Regions from separate parts of the Ovis aries genome. Here region 1 is linked to region 2. The links are chromatin contacts, called in public Hi-C maps. All regions are on one chromosome and are shown on one strand. Each heading gives the region's core, a stretch centred on a gene start, on an enhancer-like site or on the middle of the called end of the contact. The rest is flanking DNA. Distances are from core to core; before and after follow the strand shown. Region 1 overlaps ROBO2 (roundabout guidance receptor 2). Region 2 holds the start of ROBO2 (roundabout guidance receptor 2).

Evidence for each region. Hi-C and Micro-C count contacts between places; a contact is called where the count stands out from the background.
Region 1: a Hi-C map of skin fibroblasts shows a contact between it and region 2, with 1.9 times the contacts expected there. The contact joins the enhancer-like site here to the promoter of ROBO2 in region 2. A contact is called at or near these places in 3 of 16 Hi-C or Micro-C datasets (skin fibroblasts and tail adipose tissue).

What each region holds. Positions count from the first base shown.
Region 1 is chr1:145,461,497-145,465,861 of ARS-UI_Ramb_v3.0, forward strand. The region is part of intron 2 of ROBO2 (roundabout guidance receptor 2); the gene reads left to right. Among named protein-coding and RNA genes, the nearest start is that of ROBO2, 220 kb to the left of the region's middle. Within about 2 kb of position 2,220, at least 1 of the 54 cell types and tissues checked has an H3K27ac peak or open chromatin away from gene starts, as enhancers often do.
Region 2 is chr1:145,245,078-145,249,166 of ARS-UI_Ramb_v3.0, forward strand. ROBO2 (roundabout guidance receptor 2) reads left to right here and starts at 1,351. Exons shown (of 26, transcript XM_060416435.1): 1 at 1,351-2,363. The coding sequence starts at 2,303.

The DNA of each region.
Region 1 (4,365 bases), core at 970-3,469, 220 kb after region 2:
ACACAGGAAATAAATAGTGGCTAAGCTAGTATATAAACCTTCTGACCTCTAATTCGGGGCTTTCCACAACTGCAGTATTATTCTTCAATACCAGGAAGCAAATTAAGTATCACAAATAGATCACCCATTTGTATAGGCCTTTGCTTTATGTGATTGGAATCTAAAATACCAAGTCATAAGGAATTGAAAGTCAGACTCTTTGCCCATTTTAGTGACTTTACAACAGTCTTTTTTTTTTTTTTAATCAGGAAATTTGGTAATAAGCAGACATTTACCAAGCTCAATTCTGTGATCTGCTTTGTAGATATTTTGTTAACATGGGAGAAATAAGCTTTTTTAACAACTTATCTTGATTTACTTTTATGCTAAGAGAAGACTCACATTCTGAAATATGTATTGCCTTATGGATTGCAGTTGGCAGCAGTTGTTAGTGTTAAAGATTCACACATTTCAAGTAAGATTGGATGCATTTATATTTGTGTCAGGAGAAGAAATAATAGATTCTAAAAAGTTAAAGTGTTACCAAAAGGCAAAACATGGCATATAACTGAAGAGATAGCAATATTCTTCCCTATTGAGGTTCTTTCCTCTAAGGCTTTGTTTTCTAACCAAAGTTTTGGCAAGCAAAATTTCTTTTTTTGTGTGTGGGATGGAGTCTTCTTTCACATCTCTGACTTTGAAAAGGAAACATGATTATTTAGATAAAGCACCTTAAATCTAAGGTGTAGGAAGGTATTTAGTGGAAAAGCAGACACTTAGCTTATGCTATTGTTACACAGAATATACTCTCTATTGAAGTCTACTGAAAATACTTTCTCTAGTGTGTTGAAGTTTCTTTTGCATCCAGCTCTATTATAAATACAACATCATGACAACAGTGACATGACTTGTTTACAAGAGGGTGGTATAAACAGCAAATGTTCTCCCTTAAGACAGCTTTCTTGAACTTCAACAGAAAAGGGAGAAATGTAGACAAGAGAACAGAAGGAAGTAGTCGAACATGTAGAGTCACATTGAAGGAAGAGGAAAAAGTGGCTGATAGTATCTTTATGGTTTGCCTTCATTTTATATGTAAGGAAGGACCTTCAAATTGTATATGATCTTCAATGTGGAAGGTTATATATGGCCTATTAGAGTGTGCCTTAATATTTGAGGATATTACCTGGTTTGAAATTAACTAAATTAAAGAAATCAAACAAGGGAAGACAAAGGAAAATACTATAGAGATAGAAAGAGAGAGATGATAGATAGAAAGATAAAAAGGAAGAGAGTTAGATCCCTAATACCTGCTGTAACCTGTCTTAGTCAACTTTCTGACCTGGGATGTTTCAACAGTAGCTCTCTGAAGGGATTTTAGTTATAGGAATGCCCCTCCCATCTTTATGATTTTTGTTGTTGATAAATCGCTGAGTCATGTTTGACTCCTTTCAACCCTGTGAACTTCAGCACGCCAGGCTCCTCTGCCCTTTACTGTCTCCCAGAGTTTGCTCAAACTTACATCCATTGAGTCAATGATACCATCCAGCCGTCTCCTTATCTGTCATTCCCTTCTCCTTGTTTTGATGATCTTGTGTTAACCTTATATATTTTCCTAGAAATAATGATGGTCTGCATAACATTTCAGATTATACCTGATCATATTGCAAAATGCTAATTTGTTTCTTGCATGAGAAATAGAATGAAGTAAAAATAAGCTAAACTTTAGCACCTTGAATCATTATTGGGTCATGATTGCTAACTGTACCCTGATACTAAGTAAAGTGATGATTATTCTGAGCACCAGGGAAGCCTTAGAAGTATCCATGGGAGCACAGTGGTCTAGATGGAGGGGGTCCTATCAGAGCTCCCTGGACCTGGGCGTGGAAACTGGGTCCCTTCCTTAGAGGTTAGGAAAAAATCACCTGGGTAAAATGGGTTGAATATTCTGGGTACAGTATCATGGATTTGCTAGTACAGTCTCCTCAGATTCCTTGGGACATGGATTTATGCTTGTGAAACTGTGGAATCATTGAAGCATGTGAAGTGCATGGATCTTGTTATTAACATACACAACCATGAACCTCAGTATTGTCATTTCTTGGCAGGCAGGTGACCTCCCACAAGTAATTTCAATTCTCTGAATCTCTGATTTCTGTTATGTCACACTGGGGTAGTATTGCCTCCTTGATAGGAATGTTTTAATATTAAATGATTCATTAAAATACTTTAGATATGATTAATCCCGGGGCAAATGCTGGTAAGGAGTGAGTCACAGAGATATCCCAAGAGGTCTCAAAGCCTGGTCCTTGTGTGCATGCTTGCTATGTTGCTTCAGTCATGTCTGACTCTTTGTGACTTTACGAACTGTAACCCACCAGGCTCCTCTGTCCATGGGATTTTCCAGGCAAGAATACTGGGGTGGGTTGCCATGTCCTCTTCCAGAGGATCTTCCCAACCCAGGGATCAAAATTGTGTCTACTACATTGTAGGCAGATTCTTTACAGCTGAACCACTGGGGAAACCCCTGGTCCCTGCACTCAGCCTTAAAGCTTTTTGAAGATAAGGACCAGACGCAGAAATTCTGTTGTGTTTATAGTACACAATATACACATATTGGGACTTAAAGATTGGGTTGCTTCTTGGGATCAATTGTTCAGATTTCTTGGAGTCATGATAGTAAGACAATGAAGAAATAACAGTGATTATATCATTATGATGTTTGCAGTTGGTCCTGTTCATTTCTTTTTAACATTTATTGAATCCCTGGTATGTATCATGCCTCAAGCTAGATGCCATAGGTTATGTAAGGATACATAGGAGCTTCTAGGAGAAGAAATATGTTTCTAATGGAGGACCTTTATTTTAACACATGAAGCAGAATAAATAAATAAATGAATTGAGTGCAAAGTAGACAAACAAGACGCATATTATAAGAAATCAGGAGGAGTGTTTATTTATAATCATTTGAGGAAAGAGGGTAGATGTCAGGAAAAGATGGTGAAAATCAAACTGTTGGACCCAAGTAGGATTGTAATAGTTTGAGAGACAAAAATACAGATAGGAAAATGTACAGCATGCACAAAGGCAGGGATCCATAAATATCCTTGAATCTGTCCAAGGAAATGTTAGGAGATGTGTGGGGGATGCTAAAATATAGAGTGAGAAATCTTCGGTAAATCTCTTTGCTTCTTAGCCTATTTCTAGATATTGATGGCGATATTTTGGGGAAATTCCAACTTAAGTACATGTGAACAAATGAATAGCTAATTTTTATAAAAAAAATAACAGGTCTCTGTACTAATTTTACTTAGATTATGGTAACAAATATTATATTTCCATTTTGATTTAAAATGATGAAGATGATGGCTAAAAATAAAATGAACCAAGTTTTATGCATGTTGCATTTTAACAAGTTGGATGTCTCATTGGAATGCACTGCCTCCTTGCTCCACATTTATTTTTGGAATTTAATAAGGCGCCTGTCATATCTGCCTCAAGGCTAAAAAACATCATGGGGGAGAAATCCAAAGTACTGTCATGTCTGAGTGACATGGAGCCAATTTTATTTTATTTTACTTTCAGGGGATGGGGGGGTGGCTGAAATTAGCCAGCCTGACTTATGAAAAGGCACCGCTCCACCATCTGTTCTAAAGGCCTGTGCTGGTTAACTGGTAATGACATTGCCCAGTGACATTTGTCAGGTGGATTCAACTCAGAGAATCTGTAGAGGATTTTCATTAAAAAATTAGTTCTGTGCATTTTACTGCCAAGCTCATTCTCATGATAGATTCTGGTAGAATGCCACATATCTCCAGAAGTGGGTCTCATTACCTGAAAAACTTGGGAAGGTAATAACTTCTTTATTTCTTCTTTGTGCTCCCAGAGCACATAATTAACATACTGACTCATTTAACTCAACTCTCCGTAGGATGAGGCTGTGTGAATACAATGGAGACTACAGAGAAACTGTGGCAAACAAGTGGGGTTTCTGATTCTCATCTAGGGTGAGGAGAAAACTCTGCCATTTGCTGCTGCTTTCTTTCAAGCTGATGTTTACTACAATGAGACTTTTTTAAAAAAAATAGAATCATAACATGTTAGGATTTAAATGGAACCATAATATTTTAAAGAATTTTAAGTAAAACCAGATATCTCAGAAAGATATTACTGTTGCTGAATTTTTTTTTAAAATTGGAAGTCATAGTCAGCTGAAGGACCTGTCTGGGCATAAAAATAAATTGTGTACCTTATATAAGTATGCTGTTGTAATAACTGGACTAAGTACTGCTAATATTTTGCTAATTAAGTCTTCGTTAAGATCTATTATTTTTAGTAGTTACCGTAATGAAAGACTGAAGGCAAAAGGAGAAGGCGGCAGAGGATGAG
Region 2 (4,089 bases), core at 101-2,600:
TACCACCAAACAAAGGCTCTTCTTCAAACTGCTTCACAAGGCCACAGACAGAATCTTTGCTAACGTTTTCCAGTAGAGGGAACTAAAGATTCACCATCCAGCTTTTAACTCGCCTCGGGAACCTGCGTGAGTTCGTATAACCCGCCTTGTAATCATCGGAACAAGCATCAAACAGCTTACCAGCGAGCCTCTGATCACACGTGGGCCGGCCCACACGGCCACACCGGCGGCTCCGCAGACACTAGGGCCTCTTTGATCTAACGTGGCCTGCCTTAATCATTCCGGTCCTGAATGGCATTCAGTTGGTGGTTTCTACCTTCATTTTCAGGATTTTCTCATCTCTGAGCTGGAATTTGACTGTTTTTGAGCTTCGTTAGCTCAGTTGGGTTTTCAGCTTTCCCTGATGCTGTATTTTCCGAATTTCCTTTCAGAGATACTACTCTCTGGAGGGTGAGGACTTCGGGTACCTCCCCCGTCCCGCTGATCCCCTCTTCTCTCCATCCCAGGCGTTTTCTGCTGAACTCCCTAGCATCCCTCCATCCCACGTCAAACTCATCTTTGAGGGGACATAAAGCAACTGAGTAACAAACAGAAGAGGGGATATCACCCTTCCCCCTCCCCCGGGCATTCCTCAGGGGGTCGTAGATCTTGGCTAAAACAGGTCAGGAGAGACTAGAGATTTCTGTCGACCCCCACTCGCCCCACACCCGGATTCTTTCTTGCGCCTTTTTAATGACGGAGAGAGCACCCCACACAACCTTTCCGCTCCAAAAGGTGGTTATATTGTTACCTTTCCTTTCTTCCCTCCCGCTCAGCTTCTCATTCTGCTAAAAGGTGAACAGTGAATGTTTGTGTGATTTTAACCGGTAATGAGGCTGCGCCCTAGGTCCGGGAGGATGATCTTTTTCCAGAAAGCGCGTGCATCTCCGGCAGTCTGGAGGGATGAATAATTAGGAAGCGCTTCCATGAAATCACTCACCGAGAAAATTACCTGCCCATTAAACCGGACGCGGCGAGGAGCAGGAGGCTAGAGCCCACCTATCCCCTCCTGAGGCGGGAAGGAGGTGGGGACGGGGCGGCGCAGGGAAGGGGAAGGAGTGGACCGGTGGCCTCGGCTCCGAATTTGTTAATTTCCGTCCCGCTAGGACTCTGGGCTTCCCAGCTTTCCCTGGCCCTTTTGCCCAGCGGGCGGCCGTCCCCCTGTGCAGGCGGGTGGCAGAGCGTGGAGGTGCAGGCTCGGAGCACCCCCTCATCACCCGCGCTCCCTCCCCTCCCCCGGGCAGACTCCAAGCAGCTTTCATTCCTCCCCTCCCCTCCCGCCTCCTCGCCTTCCCTCCTCTAAGTCCTTCCACCCGCGGCAGCTGCAGGAGGAGGCGGACGCTCTGCTGCGGGGCCGCGGGAGTAGCGGAGGCCGGACCAGGGGACGGGCGGCTGGACCGCGCGCTCGCTCCCTCGCTCTCCCGCGCCTGGGCTCCCGGGACTCACCCGCCCCGCTCCGCTCCCGCCCGCCGCCGCCCGGGCTCGCGGGCGCTCGGAGGCGGCACCGCGCGGGGTGGCCGCAGCCCCAGCCCTGCCCCTCCCCTCCCTCGCTGCTTCCTCTCCTCTCTCCCTGCAGCCCCACCACGTAGGAGTTCGGATTCTCCACCCGACTCGTCTCGATTTCCCTTTGCCTCTCTTTTGGAGACGCGAGAGGTGGAGGGAGGCAACGAGGTGGCGGAGGAGAGGCTGGCCAAGTCGGCCCGCCTGCAAAGTGGTGCTCTGACACATCCTTATTATGGAAGTTAAGTGAAAAAACTCGGGACGTGGAGCGGCCACCGAGACGGACGCCGGGGGAAAGGAAACCAGTGGGCAAGCCAATGTTTTTTTTCGGCAGCGCGCTGGCAAGTTTGTGCAACACTTTCTAGGAATTAGGTCTTTTCCCTTCCCCGACCCCCCTTCATCTTCTTGACTTCTGAAGAAAGAACTTGGCTTTGGAGTGCCATGGAGCCTGAGGAGAGCGGGTTAGACACACTTGAATAACCCCTCCGGCTGGGCTGAATTCGTGGGAATTTAGGAAGCCAGAGTGTGGAAATACAGCAGCCTTTGACGCGCCCTCGGTTAATTTGGATGGATCCAAATGTGCGCCCCTCAACACCTCGCCACTCTCCCCTTCTGATCTTGCCATTTGCTCTTCTCGACTTTAATTAGCATCTACGAAGAGTCTAAACTTTGGACCTACCTCTTTTTTTGATACTTATTTTTGTACTTTTTGCTCTCTGGGATTGGTTTCTTAAGCAATCCGGATCCTTTTTAATATGTCAAAATGAGTCGGCTGATGTTTACACAACTACTGCTCTGTGGATTTTTATATGTTCGGGTTGATGGTAAGTTAAAATGCTTTTATCTTGTTCCTCACCCCCTAGAAACATTTCTCTGAGTCGGATCTGGGCTGTAAATAAAAATGACATTGTATCTGTCGGTCCCTTTTGGCCAGGCATGGGAGCTTTGGGGGAGCAGAGGTTTTAAGTCTTTTGTTTCTAAACCGCTGCAAGTGGAACGTGTTAGGACTCACCTATTGTTGTAATTAATTAATTAAGAGTTGGGTAATAAATGATGGGCTCTCAGTTTTGATAGAAAAAAGAAATATGAAAGTCAGTCTCTTTAACCAGTCTAATAGTCTGAGGCTTGCTCTCCCTTTGGGGTTGGTTGGTTCTTCTATCTGAACTTTGGTTTAGAGATTCTTAGTAAGTCATAGACACCCCATGAAGGTTCAGTGGGTTAGGAATTTGAGACACAGGTAACTCGAATCAATGTGTTATCACCTGTGTGTTGATGAGTGTTCTCCTGGGAGGATAGCAGAATGAAGATTTAGATCATAGGGAAAAAACTGTCAAAAGTAAGACTGGGCGAGGCTCCAGGAAGGGGGAAGCAGAAGCTGTGGGCTGGCCCTGGGGCTCAGAACACTCAAATCAGTCCCCAGTGGCAGACACAATGGGGATCTGAAACAGGTGCTCTAGGTGTCTCCCTCTAGGTTAAGTCAGTCTGTCAAGCAGACAGCATTCTCTCTCTCTGCTTCTCCTGTCTTTTGTTCGGATTTGGTTTCTTCAGATAGTTTCACAGGATGTCAGTTTCCTGTGGGAGGATTGCAAAATCCTTTTTTGTAGCTCTTTTGAATGAGGAGTGGAAGTAATCATTAAGGCAGTTTTTCTGTTTGTTCCAAAGAAGAATGTCAAAAGAACAATTGGTGTTCACCTTCTAGGGACTTCAATTTTCACATCCCTGGACAGAATTGATCTAAAAGAGATTAGAGCATGATATTTTTTGCCTGCCTGTGTGGATTGTCATACTTTAGGTCTTTAATGACTGTACGTATGAAAAATCTGAGGTGTATTGGCCCAGATGCTTGAGCCATCATAGTAGCTTGTTGCTACATCAACTTTCTTCCAGAATTTGCATGGTGAACGAAGTCATTGTTTGGGACACTGACTATTTTTGCTCGCCTGTAGAAGCTAACTTTGTTCCTGGCAGCTGCTGCTGCTGTCCAGAGAGCTATGTATCAGACTCAAAAAGGAAGCCTGTCTATAAACATTAGGCAATACAGATGAGTTTGCTTACTGTCAAGTGGCTGTTTCCTATCCTGGACTACAGGAGTGCCTATGCCCCCCAGCGATAGTAGGCAAGGCATTCATGTGGACACATTGCCTTTTTTTTTTTTTTCCCTTCTAAGTTGTAGATGCATAGGAATTAATCACTTTGGATTATACCATGATAATATCTATAATCATATCTAATCATTCACCAGACATTTTCTTCAAAACATTTACCTTAGTAGTAGACGTACATGACCAGAACTAAAAGATTTATGGATTTGTCCCAGGTGTCTTGATTATCATCATAAGAAGACTTTGATGTAACTTTTTGGATAATATATCCTCAAAAGCCTGAATTTATATATTTCAATATCAGAAATACATGTATAAACTATATATTAGACTACAGTAGTATCACCAAGTGTTTTTTTTTTTTTTTTTTTTTTTGAGTCATTGTGTAGCTAGGAAGAATACAATTAAATTGCTCAGTGGAAGTGACAGAGGGAATCCGAAGAGCTTG